4 separate regions of the Zea mays genome follow, and all the other regions are linked to region 1. A link is a contact called in public Hi-C data. All regions are on one chromosome and are shown on one strand. The core of a region is the stretch at or near the end of the contact, and the rest is flanking DNA. Distances in the headings are between cores, read along the strand shown.

Evidence for each region. Hi-C and Micro-C count contacts between places; a contact is called where the count stands out from the background.
Region 2: a contact with region 1 is called in a Hi-C map of bundle sheath, with 3 times the contacts expected there. The contact joins the promoter of LOC100282194 here to the promoter of LOC103632597 in region 1. A contact is called at or near these places in 6 of 25 Hi-C or Micro-C datasets (bundle sheath, ear, endosperm and 2 more).
Region 3: a Hi-C map of leaf mesophyll shows a contact between it and region 1, with 6 times the contacts expected there. The contact joins the promoter of LOC100193434 here to the promoter of LOC103632597 in region 1. A contact is called at or near these places in 5 of 25 Hi-C or Micro-C datasets (bundle sheath, ear, leaf mesophyll and 2 more).
Region 4: a contact with region 1 is called in a Hi-C map of endosperm, with 2.6 times the contacts expected there. The contact joins the promoter of LOC100285217 here to the promoter of LOC103632597 in region 1. A contact is called at or near these places in 5 of 25 Hi-C or Micro-C datasets (bundle sheath, ear, endosperm and 2 more).

What each region holds. Positions count from the first base shown.
Region 1 is chr7:96,466,814-96,469,789 of Zm-B73-REFERENCE-NAM-5.0, reverse strand. It overlaps LOC103632597 (ABC transporter G family member 53), which reads left to right and starts at 1,527. Exons shown (of 24, transcript XM_008654356.4): 1 at 1,527-2,085; 2 at 2,344-2,464. The coding sequence starts at 1,754. It also overlaps the pseudogene LOC103634023.
Region 2 is chr7:96,946,606-96,949,581 of Zm-B73-REFERENCE-NAM-5.0, reverse strand. It overlaps LOC100282194 (Cysteine desulfurase mitochondrial), which reads left to right and starts at 1,467. Exons shown (of 2, transcript NM_001155106.2): 1 at 1,467-2,976. The coding sequence starts at 1,656. It also overlaps the pseudogene LOC100193241.
Region 3 is chr7:96,855,648-96,858,623 of Zm-B73-REFERENCE-NAM-5.0, reverse strand. LOC100193434 (putative WRKY transcription factor 30) reads right to left here and starts at 1,564. Exons shown (of 3, transcript NM_001138554.2): 1 at 1,130-1,564; 2 at 870-989; 3 at 1-778. The coding sequence starts at 1,485. The coding sequence ends at 280.
Region 4 is chr7:96,758,334-96,761,309 of Zm-B73-REFERENCE-NAM-5.0, reverse strand. It overlaps LOC100285217 (WRKY74 - superfamily of TFs having WRKY and zinc finger domains), which reads right to left and starts at 1,370. Exons shown (of 2, transcript NM_001413656.1): 1 at 870-1,370; 2 at 1-754. The coding sequence starts at 1,120. The coding sequence ends at 178.

The DNA of each region.
Region 1 (2,976 bases), core at 278-2,777:
CGCGGCCTGCTTCGCAAATCGTGTGCGCCTGCGTGAGCCGAGAGGAGGAAGAAGGCCTACCTCGCGGGCATCGACCGCGCCGCCGAGGAGTGGAAGAACAGCTGAGCTGATCGCGTCGGGAACAGAGAGAGGGAACTTCTCTGGGAGAAAAAAATCCCAATACGGTGGTCGGTGGAAGCCCAATTGCCCATGTGCATGAACGTAACCCAGAATTTAGGAAGAAAAAGGAGGGTATAAAAGTAAAAGAATACGGGAGCAAGCTGTGACTTTCCTTTCTTTCTTCCCTTTTCTACATTTATTATTTATATAACATGTTCCCCTTAAATGCATAAATAGGGTGTTTGGCCAAGGAAAGAGGTTGTCCATCATTTTCTTACTCCTCATCTTGCTCATCAACCATGGTTGTTCTTTTTTCCTACTTTTCGCGCTCGCGCAGTTCGACTACCTCATCCCACCGATGGGGATGGACAAATGCAGCGCGAATGGACAAGTGTAGCGCGAACAACATGGACAGCGACAACGTACACAAGACGGACATGGTGATGAACGGGTTGCCCATCAGTGTGTACGCATCAGAGACGTTGGGGTGTGCGACGGCCATGTCCACAGACGGTTGATTAGCAAGATTCTCGGGCGCATTGGGGATTCACCGCTGATCAGGTTCGGCACATACACATGCGACGCGTGTGCCGTGTCGGGCACGCTCAAGTGGGACATGGCCACTGTCATGGAGTACAAGGGCCTACCCCTACAGCAGGTCGTCGACTACTATGTCAGGGGCACGATGCAGAATATCTGAAGACAACTATTATCAATAATTAGCCAATATAAACTATTTACAAATCTTTACTAATGTTTACAAAATAGCATATCCATATATCATTGTTTTTGAGAAAAAGAAGTTGGGGTATTAGTATTGATACATCGCGTATCCATAGAAAATCTCGTAATTGATTAATAACATCTTGTTGACCACAAGTGTAGCTATTAGACAATATATAAGTTTATATATGAACATGTATGGTGTTTAGTTGCTTCTTTTACTTTGTTCTAATTGATGGATAAAAAATGAATGAGTCTTTCCTCCTTTTCCTCCTGTCGGGAGAGTACATCTCATGAAGTTATCCAAAATTAATTACTATTAATGCTTTTATCAGCAGTGTTCGTGTACCGTCGCAACGCACGGGCAACTAACTAGTTTGGATGATATAATTAATCAAACCAAACACTCTATAAATCACGTTGCGCACGCTCGTCATGTCAGTCATTGTATTTCAATTCCCTTGCTGTTCGTGCAGTCAAGATTTTTGTAGACCGAGTAACAAATGAAATGGGATTTGCATTTCAAGGTCTCGTGCTGCGCCGTGGTACGTACGTGGCATTACGTGCCCGAGCTGGATGCGTGGAGCCACGAGTTTGTAGCCCGCCAGGCGTCGCGTCGTCAGGCCGGACGTCATCAAGCGCAAGCCGAGCGTGAACGCCCCTGAGATCCCCCCCCCCCCCCCCCCCCCCCCCCCCCCCCCCCCGACACTCACCTCTATCGTTCTTGCACAGACAAAGTTGTGGGAGTCCCTTTCTCCTCACGGCGCCCCGCCCCGCTATATAATCTGATGCGACACGAGCGCAGCAGTCCACGACGAGGCGTAATGACCTGCTACTCGTCTACCGGTTCCGTAGTGTGAGGATTAAGGAGGGAACCTCTCCAACTTCGAGCCCCGTCTTCTTATTGCCTTCCCGGCCTGGCGGTGGCGGCATGGACGACGCCGGGGAGATACACGCGCTGGGGAGCCTGCGGCGGGACGGATCGGTGTGGTCGGCCGCGAGCGACACCGTCTTCTCCTCGCTGTCGTCGCGCGCGGACGGCGGCGTCGACGACGAGGAGGCCCTGCGGTGGGCGGCGCTTGAGAAGCTGCCGACCTACGACCGCGCGAGGACGGCCGTGCTCGCCATGCCCGAGGGCGACCTCCGCCACGTGAACGTGCAGAAGCTCGACCCGCAGGAGCGCCACGCGCTGCTGCAGCGCCTCGCCTGGGTCGGCGACGACCACCAGCGCTTCCTCTCCAAGTTCAAGGACCGCGTCGACCGGTAAGACATACCGCACTGCCTGCCTCAATCGTCGCCGGCTTCCCGGCCTGCCGTGCCGCCGTCTCCTGGTTCCCACAATGCCACTTGCCAGCTTGCCCTTTTCCGCCACCATGCATGTGGCATACAGGACCGGAATCCAACTTGTCAAAGACAACTGCTACCAAACTGTTTCCGTCTTGAGATTGAGAACTTCATTAGCATGAGCAAACAGAGACGGCATGTGATGAATTCCTCTGTTTCTTGCTCTATATGGTGCAGGGTGGGGATTGATCTGCCCAAGATCGAAGTGCGGTACCAGAACCTGAACGTCGAGGCAGAGGCGTACGTCGGCAGTAGGGGGCTGCCCACCATCCTCAACACATACGCCAACGTGCTCGAGGTGTGTTCCACATCTGACTGTTTTGGACTTGGCTAATTTCTTTTGTTGCGCTTGCGCCAGTACAAGCCAAATTTGATAAAACCCATTCGGATATATGACAACAACCAACGATAACAAGATTTTATGCTAGCAGACTAGACTTCAAGCCTAATCTAAGCCACAAATCAAGGTTTCAGGTATATAGATAGCTACCTTCTCTTCGTTTTTTTTTATTGAAGACTAAATCTTGACATATATTCTATCATTTAAGTTTCCCTTTATTGTCTTTTCAATGTTAACTTTAACCTTTTCTATTATTGTCGCGCCATAAGATCTCACTACCTAAGAGGAGGCCTATGGACATGTCTAAACCATTTTAATCGGTGTTAGACAATTTTTTTAGTTGATATTGCCTCTAACATCGTTTCAGACTCAATTCTTTTTTATACGACTACAAATCCAACACAATATATCTACTCCTATAAATCGATTTAGATCATCAAGCAATATAATTCGGAGACAATTGATCATCG
Region 2 (2,976 bases), core at 218-2,717, 480 kb before region 1:
TCAAATTCTTTTGGGTTGACAAAACATGCCACATGGGATATTTATGAATTTTATACTCACATTCTTGTATCTATTTGCAGCCTCGACAAACCTGAAGTTTGAACGTATGACAGATGACATCTTGGTTACTTTTGTGGATGGACATCTTGGTCGCTTTTGTGGTTGGCTTTTGTGGATGCGTGAAGCTACAATTGTAGTTGTGTAAGATTTATGTGCATAACTATGTGGGTTGCATCAGCTCTCCGTACTATGTATATACCTCCCGCGTAGCTGCCTACCTATCCCTAACTTGCGACCCATAAACGTAGACTTCGATCCTATAATCTTATTTGGGATCAGTTTCAGGCTGTAATAGCCCTGACCGTCTTACTATGGAACACGTTAAAGTATGGTCTAAAACTTTAATGCGGATTATGTTCGGTCTATCTATGTTTGGTCTCATAGTTGCTTTGTTGCTCCCCGCGCTAAACGGTTTTATTGGAGACTTAATCATCCTTTGCTGAATTTTAATATAGCATATATAATTGTTTGCTCATGTTTTACCTTGTGTTGGATAGGGCGCCCGAATGGGCGCCACATGATCCAGTAATATAAATAAAGAAGCTTAAATATGATAAAGATACAAACTCTCATTGATACTCGATAGTTTTACTGAGGTATCAAGAAGTGCACAAGCTTCTTAATAATCCTCGTTGGAGCCTCACACAAGGGTAGCCCACACGAGGGCCATGCTCCAGTCAGGTAACTCTATAGATAGTTATAGGCCATCTTCATGCTTAGGCCTTGTTCGGTTATTCCCAATACACATGGATTGAATGGGATTGGAAAAATTTCTTAAGAAGTTTGACTTGTTTGGGATTTAAACCCATCCAATCCCACTCAATCCACATGGATTGAGAGCTAACCGAACAAGCCCTTAAGTGGTGCTCCACTTCTTACCTCTTTCGGATGCTCCCATTGTCACACTATTGAGGTTACAACTGAAATGTGGTAGACCTTATTCCTTCTCGTACATAGTAGTAGCCACAACATAAACGCAGTTGGTGTGATCACACAAGATATAAATCTGATTTTAACTGTGAGCTGTGAAAAGCTTATGTGAGCTGACGGACATGAAAAAAATTAAAATATATTTGGTTAAAACAACTGTCAACTGAAAATTCTACAAGAGCATATGGTAACATAGATGATATAAATCTAAATTTTTAGCATAGAAAGTTATTCTAAATTAAACTAGAACAATACATAGATTTTCAGAATTCTATTACGAAGTTATACCGTTTAGTTAAGATTTTATATTTTAATATTAAATCTAGTTAAAAAATCTAAACCAAACAAGCTGATCCCAACCTAGCGTCCTAGCCCAATCAGCTCGGCTCCTCAGCCCACATATGGGCCGCCGTTGCGTGACGCACTTCCCTTCCCTTGCCCCCTCTCATAGTCTCATCCACATCGGACGTCGGCGCGTCGACGCGTCGTGCCGTCGTGCTCGTTCTCGTCCATACCCTGCTTGGCTCCTCAGTCCTCCCCACCTTCCCCCTGGCCTTAACCAGCAATTCCCATATCGCCACTCCCCCAAAACGGGAGCTCAGCGGCGGCGGCCGCAACCCCTCCCCTGAACCCTACCCCGTTCTACCCGGCCACCACCCCACAACATGGCCCTCTCCCGCCGCCTCCTCCCGCTCTTCCTCCGCCGCGGCGCCTCCATCCCCACCCGCGCTCTCTCCACGGCTGTCGCACCTGCGGCGGTGGCCTCGGAGGAGGACGAGGCGGCCGTCACCGTCAAGGGCGTGCGCATCTCGGGCCGCCCGCTCTACATGGACATGCAGGCGACGACCCCCGTCGACCCGCGTGTCCTCGACGCCATGCTCCCCTTCTACCTCTCTCGCTACGGGAACCCTCACTCCCGTACCCACCTCTACGGCTGGGAGTCCGACGCCGCCGTAGAGGACGCTCGCGCCCGCGTCGCCTCACTCGTCGGCGCCGACCCGCGCGAGATCTTCTTCACCTCGGGCGCCACCGAGTGCAACAACATCGCCGTCAAGGGCGTCATGCGCTTCTACCGCGAGCGCCGCCGCCACGTCATCACCACGCAGACCGAGCACAAGTGCGTGCTGGACTCCTGCAGGTATCTGCAACAGGAGGGATTCGAGGTCACCTATCTCCCCGTGCGCAAGGACGGGCTCGTCGACCTCGCGCAGCTCGAGGACGCCATCCGCCCGGACACCGGGCTGGTGTCTGTCATGGCTGTCAACAACGAGATCGGCGTCGTCCAGCCGCTCGAGGAGATTGGGCGCATCTGCAAGGAGAAAGGCGTGCCGTTCCACACTGATGCTGCGCAGGCGCTGGGGAAGATCCCGATTGATGTGAACAGGATGGGGATTGGGCTCATGTCCTTGTCCGGCCACAAGATTTATGGCCCCAAGGGCGTGGGGGCCCTCTACCTTCGTCGCCGCCCTCGCATCAGGGTGGAACCACAGATGAATGGTGGTGGGCAGGAGCGTGGCATCCGCAGTGGGACTGTTCCTACACCTCTTGTTGTTGGATTTGGGGCTGCCTGTGAGATTGCCGCTCAAGAGATGGATTATGACCACAGGCGTGTCAGTGCTCTGCAGCAGAGGCTGCTTGATGGCATACGTGCGCAGGTCGATGATGTTGTCATCAATGGAAGTATGGAGCACCGTTACCCAGGCAATCTAAATTTGTCATTTGCTTATGTGGAAGGGGAGAGCTTACTGATGGGTCTGAAGGAGGTGGCTGTGTCAAGTGGTAGTGCCTGCACTAGTGCCAGCTTGGAGCCCTCATATGTGCTGCGGGCACTTGGGGTGGAGGAGGATATGGCACACACTTCTATTCGTTTCGGCATGGGTCGCTTTACCACTGACGAAGAGGTGGACAGAGCAATTGAGCTTACTGTGCATCAGGTGAAGAAGCTCCGTGACATGAGCCCACTCTATGAGATGGCCAAGGCTGGCA
Region 3 (2,976 bases), core at 315-2,814, 390 kb before region 1:
CTTATTTTTCCCATTGGCATTAAAAATCAATAATACAATACAAACACTACCCTCAGTCCTCTGAAAGAGGAAAAAGATTAACAAAAAAAGAGGGGTAAAAAAATGCAGTCTCTACTCTTGTTCATCTCCTAGGTTTTTACGCCTGCATCCTGCATCTGCATGGACCCCAGGAAGCAGAGCTTTGGTGCTCTTCCCTCCTCTGTTCTGTTCCAGTTTCAGGAAGCAGAGCCAGAGGGCTCGGTCACATACTACGCCACATCGGCTGCTACAACGCGCGGGTCACGCGAAGAAGCTCGCGATGTCGTCTAGATCTATGTCGATGAGCAGGTCGTCGAGGCTGTCGACGGCGGGCGGCGGCGCGATGGCGGCCACGAGCGCGGACACCACTTCCTGGTGCTCGGCCTGCCCCCGCCACTCGGCGGCCTCGAACGGCCGGAAGGAGGCGACGTGGGTGGAGCCCGAGGTCGCGGGCGACACGCCCCAGTTCTCCGACGTGGACGGCGGCGTGGAGGAGGCGGAGAGGTACAAGGGCGTGGCGGCGCCCCGGCCCCGCGGCGGGTCCGGCAGTCCCTCGGTCTTCACCGTGAGGCCGGCGCTCAGGGTCTGCAGGTGGCCGCGCGCGTCCGGGTTGTGCTCCGCCGCCGCCGGCCTGTGGGGGGCGCAGGTGTGTTCGCCGTGGTAGATGACGTCGTACAGCGTCGGGTCCTCGTCGGTGCGCTGCACCTGCTTCGTCGCCTGGCACCCCTGCGAGTAGCGGTGCGAGCAGCGGTAGTAGCCCCTGCGAGGTTTGGCACGACGGAGGTCGTCAGACAGAGCGCGGTTCCAATCCAAATCAACAATACGTGTTTGAGTGAGATAGATGTGCTAACCTTGGGTGCTTGGCTCCGAGAATCTCCTTCTGGCCGTACTTCCTCCAGCTACGGCCGTCGTCGACCGGGTTCTCGCCGCCGGCCGAGCTCACCCTCTGCCTCCGCTGTTCCATCGCCTTCCTGCGAGCCGGCCGGGTTCAAAGAGCAGTAATCAGCGAAAGAGTCAGACACAGTTCGTTCGACCGGTTGTGTCTGTCCATTGCCTTGGCTTGCCTTGAGCAATCAACGACAAAGCATTAGCGATGGATGGCGAGGTTCACCTCTTCTTGGTGTTCTTGAACGGCCCGTCGGTGACGCCGCTGGTGGGCGTGGCCGAGAGCGGCGAGGCGAGGCCGGCGTCGCCCGCGGAGCGCTTCCGGCGGGCGCCGTCGAGGCCGCTGGAGCTGGAGGAGGAGGTGATGAGGCCGATGGAGCGCTCGGTGAGGGAGAAGATCTGCGAGGCCAGGTGCTTGCACAGGTCCGGGGAGCCACCGAGGTGCACCTCCAGCTGCCTCACCAGCTCCTTGATGTGGCTCAGCTCCGTCACCACCAGCCCGCCGCAGCCGCCTGATCCGTTGCTACTGACGCCGTCGACGACGACGCCCATGCCCATCTCCATCGTCTCCGTCGTCGCCATGAGATGAGAATGCCCTGTATAGGTTGCTATATTGGTCGGCCGTCGAGGTGGTCGACTCTCGAGGGACGCCGCGATGGCGAGTGTGGCACGAAGGGGGAGCTCGACCAGAGCTGCCCTTTTAAAGAAAAAACGAAGCGCGTCCGGGCGAGGCGGCCGAGGGAACAGGAAGTGAACTGACCGGTGAGAATACCGGCGGCTGGGGCCTCAGTCATTGGCCGCTGATGTGCCATGTCGGATCGGGAACACGTAGTCCGGACAGCACAGCTGTATTTCGTGGACGCTTCGTTTGGGTTGTGGGGTGAGGGTGACTGGGTGAGCTCGCCCTCGCTAGATCGGATTTCACGTCTGCACCAGATCGCTGGTGAAGTGGTGATGGACTGATGGTATATCTTTTGTGAGAGGTCGGGATCAGAGTGGGAAACCCAGGGTGCTGCTGGTGCGTCGTGGCATGGCCGCACGGGACGGGACCCAAAAATCTGAACCAAAAAAGTCGAAGATGCTTGGTACCTATTCGATTAACAAATGTATTTAAAATTGCATGCATGTCTGGTGGTGTGGGCACCTGTCTTTTTCTAGGTTTGTTTCATGATATATATCTCATACTACTCCTTTTTCCGCGATGTTTCTCAGTGGAAAGTACCGGCCTGCAGCCTGCGGAAAACCCGTAACGGTCGAGAGCACGAGACAGCCGCAGTTAGGCCATGTTTGATTTCTTTAGTGTAGTGACTAAAGTTTAGTCTAGTCCCTCTAATCAAACATCCACTTAGACTGTATTTGATTTACTAGGGACTAATTTTTAGTCTCTCTATTTTATTCCACTTTAGTTTATAAATTGTAAAATATAGAAACTACAACTCTATTTTATTTTCCATATTTGATAATTTAGTGACTAAAGTGGAATAAATTGAAGGGACTAAAAATTAGTCTCTAAAACCAAACACCCCTTAGTTTCTCCAATTTAGGGGGTGTTCTCGAGACTAATTTATAGTTTCTCTATTTTATTTTATTTTATTTTAGTTCATAAATCGCTAAATATATGAACTAAAATTTTAATTTAGTTTTATATTTATTAATTTAGGAACTACAATTAAATTAAATGGAGAGACTAAAAATTAGTCTCTAAAAACCCAACATCTTTAATAATAACACGTCTTTGCAGTTTAATACGCCTCTTCTTTATTTAGCTACGACTATATGTAGTATTATTACCAAATTCAGCTGTACCCATGTACGGTACGTACTACAGTAAGCAGTATAGGGTGACATGATGACGCAGATCAGATCATGCATCGACGTTAAAACCACACACATAGATTTCGTACTCGAATGGTCCAAACGCTGAGTGTGTGAACGTACCGGAGGTCCAGGTCCAAATGATGGGAGGACGACCGCCGGAACCCACAGACTGACGGGAAAACCGCCGGCGGGAAACCTACGCTACGCACGTGTCCATTGTACGTACATGACGCGCTAGCTTTTTCAATGGTTTTG
Region 4 (2,976 bases), core at 121-2,620, 290 kb before region 1:
ACCCGCCGTCGCTGCCGCCCTCTGGCTCTGAACGCAGGTGTGGTCGCCGAGGTAGACGACGTCGAAGAAGGCCGGGTCCTCGTCGGTGCGCTGCACTTGCTTCGTCGCCGCACATCCCTGAGAGCTCTTGTGCGTGCAGCGGTAGTAGCCCCTGGAAATTTCGCACGGTGGATCATGTCAGGTCCGGGCAGGTAGGTCAGGCAGGCCCATGAGATTTTGCTTGTGAGCTCCGGCATCTTGTTTGTTAGGGGAAAAAAGAGGAGGAGGAGGAGGAGGAGGAGAAGGAGAAGAGAGAATTTTCTTGTGCATCCAGAGCAAGATTCGCACGATATGATGAATCCCTGTTCGCCCCCGACATCGGACAAAAAGTGGAGGCCAGCCAAACAATTGCAAAACAAGACAAGCAAAAAGAGGCTGTACTGACATTTCCACCAGGACAATACTAGCTGCAGCCCCGCCATGGAAAGAAGACAAAGAAAGCAGAGGCAAAATGATTTCGATTCCACTTGCGAAGTTGCGATAAGAACACGTGCAGATGAGATTGGGCTGTGGAGTGTGGAAAAGATGAAGGAGGGGGGAAAAAAATCTTCTGATAGCACAGCATGTGTCAAGTGGGCACCTTGGGTGCTTGGCTCCAAGGATCTCCTTCTGGCCGTACTTCCTCCAGCTGTAGCCGTCGTCGGCCGGATGGTCGCCGCCGCCGCCTCCGGCCGAGCCCACCCTCACCTCATGCCTCTTCTTGTCCATCCTCTTCCTGCAAAGTAAATCAATAGTTTAAACTTTAAAGCCACTTGGCTTGAGAGACCCAATAATTCGTTAAGAAGGTTTATGTATGGTAATCAGGAAGGTCGTCGATGGGATGATGATACCTTTTCTTGGTAGTAGCCCTGATGAAGGGCGGCGCGTCAGAGGCGCCGCCGTGGGGGCTTGATGAGGTGGCGGTGATGAGCAGGCTGATGGAGCGGTCGGTGATGGAGGAGATCTGCGAGGCGAGGTGCTTGCAGAGGTCCGGCGAGGAGCCGCCGAGGTGCCCCTCCAGCTGCATCGCCAGCTCCTTGAGGTGGCCCAGCTCCGTCACCACCAGCCGGCTGCCTCCATTGCCGTCGATAACGCTGGCCATCGATCGATCGACCGACCGACCTATTCTGTCTGTGTTGCTGGCTAGCTGCAGGAGCAGGTTCGGATATGGCAGGGCAGGACTCTGGGCGGCCGCCGGGTGATCGATGGCGTTAGTTGGCGATGTGTGGCAACGGTGCTGCGAAACTGGAGGCACCGCAGGAGTAGGACTGCGTCGCGGCAGCTGCTGGGAGAAGAGAAGAGGCAATTGGGGGAGGTGGTGGGTGGCTGGGTTGTGGTGTGTGTGACCGTGTGAGGGAGTGAGGCGAGCTGCCCCTTATTTATAACTAGGTAAGTATCCGTGCGTTGCAACGGAAAAAAATAGTGTAACAATAACATATATATGGCTATATGTTGTGTTGTTAATTAAAATTAAGTTGCATCTGGACTTTGTAGTGACAATTGGTTGTAACCTTGAAGGCTGAAAATTGATGTTGTTCTTGATCCTAACCATGCTCCAAACTTGCTTGCCAGGTTTATTTGTAAGTTCAAAATTATAGACCAAAATTAGGTGAAAAGACCATCTGAATGGAAATTTTCTTTTCCCAGTAAACTGCATATTTGCCTTCGCCTACCTATCCATTGTTTTAATCTCTATATAAGAACAGTCATGCGAAGTTTGTCTATTAAAAAATCCATCGCTATAATAACAATACCTTTTTTGCTGCTTTAGCATTATTATCCATCAATCCTTCAATTCGGTGTTGTATCTTGATGCCTGAGGGTAGAAAGAACGATCTTCGTTGCACCCAGTAGTCTTGATTGAAAGAAGTGTATACTGCTGCACTTCTCAGAATTTATGGACATTTCTCTGAACCTGAACCTAAAAAACATAGTTGATCATTATTGAGAACAAATGGCATATCAGAATTGTTGCTACCCTATTATTTAAGCATAATGACGTAGTCACATGGATGCAACTTGCGAGCCGATTTTGAGCCAAGCCAAGCCTACTCCTTCAACTCGTTGAGTGGAGACGACAGTGGTTTCTAGGCGAGCGGACGATGCGAGCGCAGGTGGCGGCGACTGGTTGGGGGCCGGAAGACGCGGACATGCGAGGGGACCGGGCGGAAGACACAGACGATGGCGTTTTCTAGGCAAACGGGTGAGGGTATCGAGTGCAGGTCGATTAGGAAGAAATGCATGGGGTTTTCTATAAAAGGATGATGCATGACGACCGCTAAACCGTCGTTGGATTTCTATGCACTTAAAGAGAATTAATCCACGTAAGCTTCATAATAAACAGTAATGCATAGAAAAATAATATGTTTCTAAAATTCTAAACCATCGTTGGATGATCTAGAACAAAAATAGATGTTTCTGTTCAAAAATGTGGTAACAATATTTAACATTGGTTAAAATATTCAATTATCACAAAATTTCTGAATTCTATGCAATTTAAACAATAATTAATCCACGTTGGTTTCATAATCAACTGAAAATTGCATAAAATCAATAAAGTACCAAAGTACGCAGCGGAATAAAATAGTCCATAAATTCTCTGTAATTTGTTAGATTTAAAAAAAATATTTCTGATTTTTCTGAATTTTATGTACTATTTTTCTGATTTCTTTTCAGTTTTCACTATTTCCAGGAATAATAATAAAAAATCGCTGGAAAAAAATTGCTGGCCATGTAGCCCAGCCACGCACTGGCGACCCATGGGAGGAGAGGGCGCGCGCGCCTGGGACCAGTAGACGGCAGCCCAACACAGCTGGGAGAGGGCGGTGCCCACCTAAGTCGCAACCTGGAGCTGGGCTGCGCATTTGGCCCACGCAGCGTCCCCTTCCCTTTAATTGATCTCAGCCATCAGTGCCGATCCGATAGTCCAGATTCATCTCAGTGTTCTATATAATGCGG